Linked DNA regions of Triticum aestivum: region 1 is linked to region 2. The links are chromatin contacts, called in public Hi-C maps. All regions are on one chromosome and are shown on one strand. The core of a region is the stretch at or near the end of the contact, and the rest is flanking DNA. Distances in the headings are between cores, read along the strand shown.

Region 1 (6,500 bases), core at 2,121-4,620, 130 kb before region 2:
ATACGACTGTGCCGTTCGGAGACCGGAGGACCAAGTTCCCCGTGTCGAGCAGCACCGCAGAGGCTCTCGCGTCTTCATCGGCCGTGATGTTGTTCTTTGTCATCCAAAGCATGCGGCCTTCAGAATCCGACAGCACGAGGTCGGACTTGACGCTGATGGCGAGTGTCGCGGGTGAAGCGGTGGTGGCCGGGCTGTCGCGGTTGGCAACCCATACGATGGCGCGGCTGCTCTCCGGGATGTTGTAGAACCAAATTCCAACATATAGGCTCCTGTTGGAGTTGGCGGGGGAGAAGAAGCCGAGAGCGAAGACGCCATCCTTGGAGACGAGCAGATCACCAGGGGAGAGTGGCTTCCCCTGTGTCAGTTGATCGTCAGATTTGCTGAAAGGAAACAAGAACAGGAGGATGAAAATGGGGAAGCAGGGCATACCCATTACGCCTCTTTCGTGTGCCAGCCCCCGGTGAAGAAAATGGCATACATATACAAGGATGATTTGATTAGCTGACCCTGAGGCACACGGTTCTCCATAACAGGAAGTAGCTACGTGTATGGTTGGGAGCCGTCAGTCAAACTGATGTTTTTTTTTTTATCAAAATGCTAAACTCTACTATCATTAGTTCATCAAATATGAAATGTAGGATGTCAAAGTCGAGATTCATCTTTCAGCGTATAATGAATGGACAGCAAGGATCTAGACCAAATCACTGCTGACAAGGCATTCTCAAATGGTACTCGAAGTCTTCAACAATGATGCACGTTAGAAGAAAAACCGCTACTACAAATCTACAGTGGGGATTCTTGGTGGATTTTTGAGTGAGACGGCGAAGGCGACACCTCACTGCACTTTTGTCAAACGCACGAGCGCATCCCTGAGGTCAGATGCGCCACATTATATAGTTATCCCTACTGCGTACTTTTACTACTGTAATAATTTCAAAAGTATGTACAAAAGACTAAAACAGAGAAAGAGATAAGCCTAGAGAGACTGCGATGGGAGTAAGGTTGACTGAAGCAGGCCACAGCAAAGGCTAAAAGCTAGACTATTATCAACGAAAAGCCAGGACCCAAGCCACAAATGAAGAGTATTTGTTCCTCTTAGCTGCAAATAAGCCATTCAAATTCCTGCTTGAAATTGGCTCTGCAGTCATATAAACTTGGAAGGACAGACTTGTGTGAAGATAAAACCATCTTCTTCCCCGCCTCTCATCTCACATCTCGAATTCGAGATTTTCCCCCTCTTGCAGTTTGATTTTACCAAGTTCTGAGCTGGTTCGCGACACAGAATTCTGAGTTGAATACTTTCGAATTTTACCTTGGAAAATCCAAAATTCCAACTCGGATCTGACATTTGGGCTAGGCTTCCGGCGAACCTCACGCGGCGGCGGCGTGCTCCCGCGCGACGGGGGCGCTGGCTCCAGGATCCAGAAGCTTCCCCTCCCCACCGGGCAGCGTGCCGCCGCGAGCTCGGGGGATGCGCGGGGTTCCGCGGGCGGCGGTGACGCGGTCAGAGAAATGGGGCGGGCAAGGGGAAAATGATGGTTGAGCGGCTGCGGGAACCTCCTCTGCTCCACAAGGCGAGGACTTCAGTGGACGCAGTTCAAACTGGCGGGACCGAAAACAACTCTGAACACTCCACACTTTTCCCTTTGCCATCCTTCACACAGACCCGAACATGGCAAACTACGGGGCTGTTTCATTTTAGGCCCTGCATTACCATACTTTGTCATATATTTTGCCAAGCTTGCCCTAAGGTTAGTACATTAAAATGAAAGTCACAAGTTATCAAGCCTAAGAAAATTTTGCCATACTTTTTATGTGTATGTCATGTGGGGCCCTAGTATGGCTTGCCTAAAATGTGGCTTGAACCAAACACTCATCTAAGTTGGTCAAATTTGCCTAACCTTTAATGTGACAGCGTTTAGCAAAGTTAGTCATAAACCAACACAATGGGATGCATTGTCTTTCAGTTTTGCTAAACCTCTTGTGCCTGATCTTTTTTTCCTGCCGTTCACTTTTTCTTCTTCCCGTGCATGCGAGATGGGGAGGCCGGACCATGTCAGAGAAGAAGCAGCCTCATTATTTATCTTAGGCGTGTGGAGGTGTAGGTTCGCTGAAAACAGCAACCTTACTATCTATCTTAGATGGTCGTTCAATATTGATCTGATGGTCAGGAAAAAAATGACTGATTGAAACTTTTTTTCAAGTACCTATTAAATAGACAGTCCCATTATCATTTCCTTCTCACAAACCTACCTACACGGCTGAACCTTCCACTCTCACAATTATGACCACCGTCCCATGCTTTTGTTCCTATACTTGAATGTTGCAAAACATTCCTCTCTGGTTGGCACGCTAAAGCGAACCAACTTGTGGTTGGATGGTTAAAGGGACTGTGGTATCTCTAGCCCATCAGGGTTCAAATCTTGGTGCTCGGATTTATTTCAGGATTTCCGGCGATGCGCATTCAGTGGGAGGACACGTTCCCGTCGACGACGAGGTGCCTACGGCGAATTCGTAAATTTCAAGATGATATACCGGGTCAGTCTTTCGGAGGTGCTCATAGGGATAGAGAGTGCGTGTGTGAGTTCATAGGGGTGAGTGTATGCGCGTGTATATGAGCGCTTGTGTCTGTACTGATGTTTAAAAAAAGATTGGCATGCTAAACTTTTAGGTTAAGGTGATTGTCTCATCCTAATTACCACTGTCATAGACTCCCTTTTAACATACTACATATCGTCGATCATCCAAATCCCTTGAAAGGTTTTGAAAAGTATCAATGCTATCCGTAGAGTCTTCTTTTGGGCGGTAGAAGACACACGTTCTGGAGCTTAATGCATTATCGCTTGGAGTAAATGTTTGCAAACCAAAAAATATTGATGGGTTAGGCATTAAAAACTGGCATGTTCAACACGGCCCAAGTTGGTTCCTTGAGACGTTGCGTGCGCATTGAAGCGGCGTCTCCGAGAGGTCGCGTCAATCAGCGTCGCCCTCTCGTCCAGTCGCATCACGCAGCAACATTTTTTGCGTGTGCTCTGCATCGGCCCTTATACAGCACGAGAATCAGCGCGTGCGTCGAATAGAAAGGCGGGAGATGCAGGAGGGTTTTTGAATGGGTTGGGTGATAGGATGCGTACATGGTAGCGGTCCATATGCCCGTAAAGGTCCTCGCCGGTCTCCGGCAAATATGACGTCCGGACCGCCGAGCAAAGTGACAGAAGACCACGTTGAATGATAAAACACGTCCGGACGCGAGTCCAAACAGTTACGAGCGATTTGAGAGTCGGCGAGATTGGAGATGCCCAAACCAATCCTCTCCCGCTCATCCTCTCCGCCCCAGCTTGCTTCAGTTCGTTTTGGGCCAATGAAGCAGTACCATGAGGTGAGACACCGACAGCACAAAACTCGAGATAAGATATCCACACACTACGATGCTCTAGATTAGATTAGAGCCACTCACCTGGTAGGCAGTTGTCTATGGCTGCTCTAAGCGCATCGTGCCTCGTCGGTCCCGTCCCATTCAAGGACGTCGCCACCGCCGTCGATGGCCACAGCTCCACACCCGAAGAGTACGAGGACATCGTCTCCGGCCTGCCCAGCAGCACCGCGCTAGGCATGGTCCTGCGCCAATACCGTGGCTCCTGGGTGATCCAAGAAAGAGTCACGGCGTTCATCTCTCTCCAGCGACGCTTCACGCCACGCCCCGGCGACGTGCTCCTCGCGAGCCCGGCCAAGTGCGGCACGACCTGGCTCAAGGCGCTGGCGTTCGCCACCATGGCGCGGGGCGCGTACCCGCCCACCGACGCGCAGCACCCGCTCCTCCGCATGAACCCGCACGAGTGCGTCCCCTTCATGGATGAGCTGTTCACCGCCGGGCAGGACGCCAGGCTTGAGGCGCTGCCGTCGCCTCGCCTCATGCACACGCACATGCATCATTCCTTGCTGCCTGCATCCGTTACTGATAACCCCGACTGCAAAATCGTCTTCATCTGCAGGTAAATGTTTTTGTTTTTGTTTGGCAAGTATAAACTGTTTCCTCTACTTGTTCTCCCATGAATTTCGGCATGTTGTTGCGTCACACCGTCAACGTGCACAACTCCATGAAATTGCCTGATTTACTTTACTGAAATATCATTCATGCCAATAACCAGTGTAGGCGACCTGCGACCTACCGCGTGGTCGGCAATCTCTCAACAACTCCCTCCCTAAAAAATATAAAAGCGTTTAGATCAATATACCTGCTCTTATATTTGTTTTTTACAGAGGGAGTGCATAATTAACTACAAGCAAATGAAGGCGAGTTGCTCATGGATCTAACTCTAACGTTGTATGCAGGGACCCCAAGGACATGCTTGTTTCCTTGTGGCATTTTCTCAAAGGTGTTCGTCCTTTCACGTTTGATGACCTGTTCAACTCTGCCTGCGAGGGGAAGACCCCCAATGGCCCCATATGGGACCACCTCATCGGCTACTGGAGTGCAAGCAAGACCAGCCCGGACAATGTCCTTTTCCTGAGGTACGAAGAGATGCTCATCGACCCGGTCAGCCACGTCAGGGAGCTGGCGCGGTTCATCGGGCAGCCATTCTCACACGCCGATGAGGCGGCCGGGATACCGGCGGACATTGTGAAGCTCTGCAGTTTTGATAAGCTCAAAGGCCAAGGCGCCAACATGGCAGGCTCATACGACGGGAAGGTTTTCAGTTTTGCACATGAAACCTTCTTCAGGAAAGGGGTGGCCGGAGATTGGGTGAACAATATGACGCCGGAGATGGCGCAACGCTTTGACACCATCATCGAGGATACCCTTAGAGGGTCTGGCCTCACATTCAAGTGATCTCCATCTGTTGCCAAGGGTGGTGGTGCTGGTTGGTGCTTTGTTGGTGTTGATCGCTTCGACATGACATTTTTGTGTCATCATGGCTTTTGTTTTTGTTTCTCTTTCTTTCAGTATTTGTTTACTGTATGATTGTATGACTATATCCTGAATTGAAAACACCGCGATAAAAGACGGATTATGCATCAATCGATGCACAAGCCAGAGGAGTCTCTCAGTTCCAGAACAATAATGCTCCCTCCGTCCCATAATGTAAGACGTTTTTTGACACTAGACTAGTGTCAAAAAATGTCTTACATTATGAGACGAAGGGAGTAATAGTTTAGTTGTGTGTTCTAATTATCTTGACCGACTTATATTGTGCTATTGCAGGCTCAATTATAATCAGTATTAGTTTATACTAGAAGCGATCGCACGCCTTGCTGGACGCTCTTTGCTGTGTGGTATCCCTGTTATTGCCTCTTTTTTCCACTCTTGTGTGTTATTGTTTGCACCCCGATCTCTGATGGGCTGTTTTCTGGGGGCCGCAATCTTTGTGGGTCTGGCGATGTTCCCAGGCTTGCTCATATTTTTCTACGAGTTCCGCTTTGGTACAAGGGCTCCCCTCTCCTATGTCTCGCCTTCAGCGAAAGAGGTAGGAACCCTTGCTGAAGGGGAGACTGAGTTGGGCCAGAGCGCAGGAGGCAGCAGCCCCCTATTTTCCGTTTTTTTTACCTTCTCTGTTTCACTTTTTTGCTTTATTATTTCAATTCTGTACATACATTAAAATATTATAAATATATATATTACAAAAAATAACTCTAAAAAACATTTGAAAAATGTTTATCAACCATTTGAAAAATGTTAAATGTGTATAAAATGTTTATCATGTATATGAAAAATGTATATATAAAAATTTGATAATGTATTAAAAAATGTTAATCAAGCATTTGAAAAAAAAATCATAAGTATTTGGAAAATGGTGATAAAGTTTTTGAAAAATGTTAAATGTATATAGGAAAATGTTGACCATGTATTAAAAATTTGATGAAATTGCTTGATCATGTATATAGACATTGTTAATCAAGCATTTGAAAAAAAATTGAATAAGTATTTGAAAATGGTGATCAAGCATTTGAAAAATGTTAAATGTGTATAGTAAAAATGTTGACCATGCATGTATTGAAAAAATGATGAGTCTTTTTTATCATGTATATAAACATGTCAATCAATCATTTGGAAAAATGTTGAATAAGTATTTGAAAAATGGTGATCGAGTATTTGAAAAATGTTAAATGTGTATAGAAACAATGTTGACCATGTATTAAAAAATTATGATTTTTTATCATGTATATAAACATGTTAATCAAACATTTGAAAAAATGTTGAATAAGTATTAGAAAAATGGTGATCAAGAATTTGAAAAATGTTAAATGTGTATAGAGAATATGTCACCATGTACTAAAAAAATGATGAATTTTTTATCATGCATGTAAACATGTTAATCAAGCATTTTAAAAACAATGTTGAATAACTATTTGAAAAATGGTGATCAAGCATTTGAAAAATGATAAATTATTGGGTTTCGGCATCGGTTCCTTTTTCAGTTCATCGGTTTCTATGTCCACTCCAGCCACCAACTGCAAAGGCGTCAGAAACCAGAAAAATAATAAAAACCATAAGAAAAACA
Region 2 (6,805 bases), core at 277-2,776:
ATTATGTGTATTGAAAAAATTGACATGTGTTGATAAAAAAGAAACTAATAAAGGTCGACAAAGAAACTAAGAAAACCAAAGAAGCCCATTAAAACCAAAAAAACTTAAAAACCAAAAAATGAAAACGGAAACAGAAGGAAATCAATGCAAAAGAATGGAAACAGTGAAAGGTGAAAAAGAAACAAAGAAAGGCAGAGATAAACGAAGAAAGAAAGAAAATAAAAAAACAATAAAAATAGCGAAGGAAAGAAAAAACAAAGAAAAAGAAAGAAAAGTAAAATCTATGAAAACCATGAAAAAACAAAGAAACCCAATGAAAAAAAATAAATTAATACAGAAAAGTATAAAAATTGATGAAGAAACATATAAAACCAAAAAAAACATAAAAAACAAAAATGAAAAAACCTGTACGTACACTGCACCATACTACAGTGAGGGATCATCCGAAATCACTAGTTGAGGTGTGCTCGTTGCAAAGACCACTCCAATTTCCCAGGCCGCGACAAAAAACGCACATGCAGTGCCATTTGTCGTAACCTGGGAGTTTTCTCTTTTTTAGATCCGTTTATTCAAAATATTTTATCTCTCAAACCGTGCGTCCAAATATCGAACCGCTTTTACCGTTGAATTCCTCGCGTGGTTTTGATAAACTTTTTTTCATGAAAAAACTGGATGAAAGAAACCAAACGAAAAAACTGAATTGGGAGCACCGGTTTTTTTCTTTACGAAAAAGGCACGCCTGTGCCTCTCACGAAATTACAACCGTGCCTTTCGCGGAAGAAAAATCGTAACTCTTGCGGAATGAAAAAAAAAAGAAAAAACACATTTTTTTCGTTTCCGAGGAGGCACGACCGTGACTCCCGTGAAAGAAAAAAAAACAAAAAACAAGTTTTTTCCTGTTTCCGAGAGCCATCGCCGTGACTCTCGCTAAAGCACAACCGTGCCTCTCGCGAAACCAAAACCGTGACTCTCGTAAAAGGAAAAAAACACATTTTTTTTTCAATTTCTGTGAGGCACGATCATGACTCTCGTGAAAGTACACCTGTACCTCTCACGGAAGCAAAATCGTGACTCTTGCGAAAGGTAAAAACAGAAAACATTTTTTTCCATTACCGGGAGGCACGGCCATGACTTTCGTGAAAGAAAAAAACACATTTTTTTTTAAAAAAAAATAATTGATAAGCTAAGGAAGACCGGTGAAAAACCAAAACGTCAAAAAAACCGAAAAAAATCATTTAAAAAACCGAATAATTGTGCGATAAGTAAAAAAATAAAATTCAGGAAAAGGGTCCAAAACACGACACGTGGAGAATGGCTGAGAGCGCGCCAAATAGCGCTGATCGTTGCGAGGCTCGCGAAGGAGTGCATATAGAGCGATCAGAACGAAAGCGTACAAACGGGCCAGCCTAGTTACAATGTGGGGGAAAAAAAGCTGGGGCGAGCCAGCCGACAGCGGCCCACGCCCCGTTAGGATTTTGGGCTCGGGCCTCCGAGAAGACAGAGGCAGTGGAGAAGAGAGGAAAGAGAGGGAGGAAAGAGGAGGACGGCGGCGGCCGCGAGCTCCACGGGATGCGAGGGAGGAGGAGGGCGACGCGGGAGGGATGTGCGATACGCCGATCGAGGCCCCATCCCACATTGGAAACCCCAGTTAGCCGTTGGTGGAGGCGCGGGGGAGCTTGGAGAAGACGAGGGATTCAGGGGGGCAGGCTGCTACGGGGAGGCCCGCCGGATCCCGGAGAGTAGATATCTCCACCGCCCTGATCTCGTCGGGTAGCTCCCAGGTTTGGGTGTATTTTGTGCTCCCTACTCTCAATCGTACTTCTCTAACTGCAGGATATTCAGCAGCAGCAGCAGCAGATCCATCGATAACGGTGATTTTTCTTTCTAGGCGTGTCATTTTTGCGGTCATGCTCCCCGTCAATTCAGTGTGTCCAATGCCCATGATCAGATACAACTGAACCCACACAATGCTTAGGTTCCATGTCATGTCTGTAACTTATAGTTAAACTGAACCCTCCACAGATGTCGCTCATTGCTTGGGATTCAGTCTGGTTAAAAAGTCTTTTAGAAACCTCATGGACAACACAATAGATTTGACGATCTTGAGAGGATCCAAATCTCGAACGATGCACTTTAAGTAACTGTGCAATTACATTGGAAGCTAAAATAATGTCGAAAACACAGCGGCAGCCAGATTGACAAATAACATGTGCATGGTGCAAGGATGCACTACAACTTTCACAAACTGAAAATAGAACGATACAATTGAATTGTCGGGCATGGTGTACTAAAGGGAAAAAAAATCTGAAATTGCCGCTGCCCTTTGCAGGAAAACAATAGCCAAATCGTCAGGACAGCCTGTAGACCACCGAGCCTGGTGCCCGTGAAATCGACAGGATTGAGCTCATCAAATTCATCATCTGAGCGGGTCGACATCACTAAGGTCTTCTGGGTCGAGGAGTGTTTGCCCATGCCTGGTATTTCCAAGAAACCCAGCATGTGACAGCAAAGCCCACAGGTGTGTTATGAGCTCCACCTTCCCAACAAGCCGTGTCTTGTGCTTGGCTGCTCTGGTTGAGGCTGCCAAGTGAAGGAGGAAGCCTGTCCAGAACACTGCTAGATCCCTCCATATGCCTACGGTGTCTGCTTCGTAGGTCTCTATCAACTGCTTCCCAAGCTTTGCACCCATTTGGGTTATCGAATTATGGATGTCATCATCACCCTTGATAGTATCTTCCCTATTAGGCACCTGGTCATTTGTTGTGGAACTGTTAATTCCATTGTTATCTTCCCGACTTTCAGGGGCTTCAACCTCTCCACTAATCACCTCAGACTCTTCCAAGGCGGCAATCTCCACAAGTTCTTTGTAAACATCTTGCATTGACTGGGAGAATGAGCAGTAAGTAGCACGGAAGGTTTCCTTGCGTACGATGTCCAAGATATTTGTAACAACAATGCCGTTGTCTGGCACCAATCCTTTTGTAAGCAGGTATGCACAATAGTTTGATAAGGTGACAGCAGTTAAGTAATGTGGCCACACATGTTCTGGAGTTGTGGATTTCTTGGCCAAGATCCTGTTTTGAAGCTTACAAACCTTTAGTTTTTTCACTTCATCACAGAAATGCATCTCGCAGAAGCATGTCGCGATGTGCCAGACCAGTATCCTGTGGGTATCAGCCTCCAGCTCAATTGCCCATGTTAGCTGCTGCATAACGGGTGCCTTTGAACCGAAGGCATTTAAGAAGTAGGTTCCCAATCTTTTTGGATGCTGCTGCAGGCCCTTGAACGACTCAAATATTGCCGTCGTTACTTCTGACTCCAACTTGATGCTCCGGGGAAATTTCCTCTGAGTATGCGAATCAGAAATCAGAAGGTTATACTGGAAGATCCTTTGATCCCACTTGCCCCTCATGAACCAGAACATCATTCTCATTGCTGCCTCCACCACTGGATTCCGCAAGCACCGATGTTTGACGTACATGCAGATCATCAGAACCTTGGTCCATTGCGAGAATACATATAAATAGATCTCCAACAGCTCCTTGGCAATGATAAGGACGACCATGACACGAGTGACAATGACCCCGTGAGTGATGATATTTTTGTCGGCCGCATCCATCCTCTCTGGTATACAATGAACAGGATACGCAAGGTATACGGTAGCCGCAACCAGAGAGAGAGACAAGAGCATACTCCAGACCGGAAATCCGTTGGCAAACATGGCAGCATGCTTGCTATAGAACAAGTCTTGGAGGAAGGACAGTTCCACCTTGGTGACACGGAATGCCCTCTCATAGCTGTTGGTGTTCTCCTGCAGGATGTAGTCGAAGACGAGCCGCCTCGTCTTCTCTTGGCTAGCCTCATGTATCGGGAGATTATAGAACCGACGGCGCAGCAGCTTGTACATGGCGAATGAGAGGCAGACATCCTTGAGTCGGTTGCCATTGTCTTTGGTGCCGCCGAGCAACCGGCTGTTGCCAGCATCAATATTCCATATCTTCTCTATGGTGACAAGCTTCTTATTATCTGGATCCAACCGAATCCTGTATTGTCCACTCCTCCTGTCTTGTCGTCGAGCATCACGAAGCGCCAGGTCTTCCCCAGAGACCAAGTACTTGTACGAGTGCGAGGAACCGAGGGTGTGCTCGTATCGCATGTAGTCGCTAACCTGCCTCGTGTTCTCTTGGTTGGTGGTTTCAGCCCTATCGGACGAGGCAAAGTAGGAGATGATCCGAATCGCATTGAGGGCCCATATCAGCCAGAGAGGGACCCTGAGGAGGAAGAAGGTCTGCATCCAGATGAGGTTGGCTGCCCAGAAGGATGACATGAGGTCGAGCAGTGGGATCTGCTTGGATCTCTGGTACAGGCGTCCAGCCTTGACGCTGTACTGCAGGGTCACCAGCAGCACCGCCCAGACCTGAAAGTAGTCATTCACCTTCTTTGCGGAGAGCTGCATCAGCCCCATGGTGTAGTGCACCATGGAGTAGTTGAGCATCTCTATCACCTGAATGCTGGTCGCCATGGCCCTGTCTTCGTACCACGGCCCAAAGCAGTCCAGCATGAACCTCACCACCAGCAGCAGCGTTGTCATCAACACCCACAACTCCACGCTGGCCACATGAGTGACGCTGTCCATCTTGAACAGCATTTTCATGGTGGACATGATTGAAGCTGCAGCTACGTCTGTCGCCATCATCTCTCTCTCTCTCTCTCTCTCTCTCTCGCTGTGTGTGTGTGTGTGTGTGTGTTCTTTCCGGGAGGGGAGAGGTGAGTTCCACTTGTGCACGTATTGGGGTTTCTGGGAGGGCTAATGGAAGGAATAACAGGTTTGGTAAGCACCTGAAAAAATATTGCGCGGCAGTCACTTTTTCCACTTTGCGTGAGGCCGAAGGCTGGGACGACGTGAGGAGCCATGGCGAGGCCAAGAGGGAGCCGGCGGGAGTGAGTCCGAAACTTGACGAATGTGGGTCGGGGGGGGGGGGGGGGGGGCTGCAGATAGGAGGGCTTAGAGGGATGGCTGTAGCGGTGACCAGAACAACGGTGAAGGGAGGGTGGGCGGCGCACACTACCGCCCGTAGGGCGGCACGTGGAGAAAGAAGATGAACAGTGACACAATCCTATGTGTTGGATGGAGATCTAACGGCCCAAAAATTCAACTGGCAACAAGTTTTTTCCTAGGTACCTTATGAATATGCGGTCCCAAGGAACAAACACGTACACTTTCTTGCTTGCATATTTAAGAGGAGCTCTTAAGAGGACTTGTTTCAAAAACTCGCGAGCCAACTAATCTTACTCAGCAAAAGAGATCTGTGCAAGATTTCATAGTTTTCTGAATTCCGAGAACATACATTACCAAAAGAAACAGATACATATGAACATATCTGTAAAATCGATGGAGAATAATTAGTTAATTCTACCAAGACAACACTTCCTACAATGATAAAGCAATTTATCATTACGACGATAAAGCAAAGCAAACACACTCCTTTTGCTTTCTCTAGCGTACACAGGAAACCAAGAAAAAAGCAGCAGCAGCAGGGCAATGGCAGATCTATCTCGACTACGAATTCAATCTGGTTTGTCTCGTTAGCAGCGAAAGCAAATCGCACAACTTTTCAAAGGGTTCTCTTTCTTTGTCTTTATAATCCGGTCCCAGGGGTGAGGTGCTGTTCGTTTCTTTTTCATTTTCTCTTTAATTATTACTTGCGTGTGAGGCGGCTGTGTACTTTTGAGAACGATTCTCTTCTCCAGATCAGTGACATTCCATAATAATAATGGAAAATGTAACAAGGCTCCTTGGTTCCGCATGAACCACATGACTTAATAATTTTTGTAGGGTGGACGGACGTTCCCTGCCTCCGGATCGACATCGCCCGGTTAGGACCAGCTGGTGGCTACTGAGCCCAGGTACAAACTGCTCGCCATTTACCCTACTAGTCAGTACGTAGTTACATTGATGCATATATATTATACTCTTGCGTGTGTTGTGTGCCTTGCATGATTGCTAGCTACATTTTGTGGTCTTCGTTTTCAGCTGGCTCTATGCCTCGAGAAACTTGCACAATTTTAGTTTCAGTTGTAAGTCGTAACAAAGGTCGATGATCGAGATTGACTCGAAACTCGCAGATCCAACAGCTATCCATCAAGCGATCACTTCAATAACCTGGTTCACCTAGCTAGTGGTGTTTTTATCTTTCTTCTGTGAGCTAAGCTATAGTGGTGTCTTCAGCCTGGGACGCTCTTGTCTCGGATTGCCTCGTCTTGATCTCCATGACTTAGAGACGGCCTTCTTGCGTCAGGATATCAAATTGGCCATCCAAGATCTATGCCGGGCAACAATCCTTCAAGGTGGCTTGAGGAGAAATCACCAACATCTCATGTGCTTCTGGCGTTTAAACAACTTCCTCCACAACGCGAACCGCTTGAGCATATGCATATGCTCTGTTTAATTCCTAACTCTTGCCATATCATCCTAATAATTCCTGGGCCGGAAAACACCAGTGAGTACCGTCAAGTCAGCATTAACCATTAAAAAATGCCAAGGTTTAACGCGAGCAATGCCCGCAGTTCTCGTAGCCGCTGGTGTGGTTGGATTGCAATGCTGCTCATGCTGGCTTCCTTTTGAGCTGCCTCAACGGCGAGGTCTCAAGCACGGGGACCCCTTCCTCTTTATTGTTGCCATCTAGCTAGCACCGTCACTGCTTCTTCGACCATGAAGGGCCTTTGTGCGGTCGCAAGGATCGCCTATTGGTCTCTCTGTATGCCGACCAAGTGGTTGTCTTCCTCAATGTCAGGGCGTTGCTGG

Evidence for each region. Hi-C and Micro-C count contacts between places; a contact is called where the count stands out from the background.
Region 1: a Hi-C map of leaf shows a contact between it and region 2, with 5 times the contacts expected there. The contact joins the promoter of LOC123190907 here to the promoter of LOC123190904 in region 2. A contact is called at or near these places in 2 of 5 Hi-C or Micro-C datasets (both in leaf).

The regions. Positions count from the first base shown.
Region 1 is chr2A:754,523,970-754,530,469 of IWGSC CS RefSeq v2.1, reverse strand. LOC123190907 (flavonol 3-sulfotransferase) reads left to right here and starts at 3,370. Exons shown (of 2, transcript XM_044603634.1): 1 at 3,370-3,992; 2 at 4,333-5,035. The coding sequence starts at 3,475. The coding sequence ends at 4,831. It also overlaps the pseudogene LOC123190908.
Region 2 is chr2A:754,389,558-754,396,362 of IWGSC CS RefSeq v2.1, reverse strand. It overlaps LOC123190904, which reads left to right and starts at 1,526. Exons shown (of 3, transcript XM_044603631.1): 1 at 1,526-1,781; 2 at 5,837-5,907.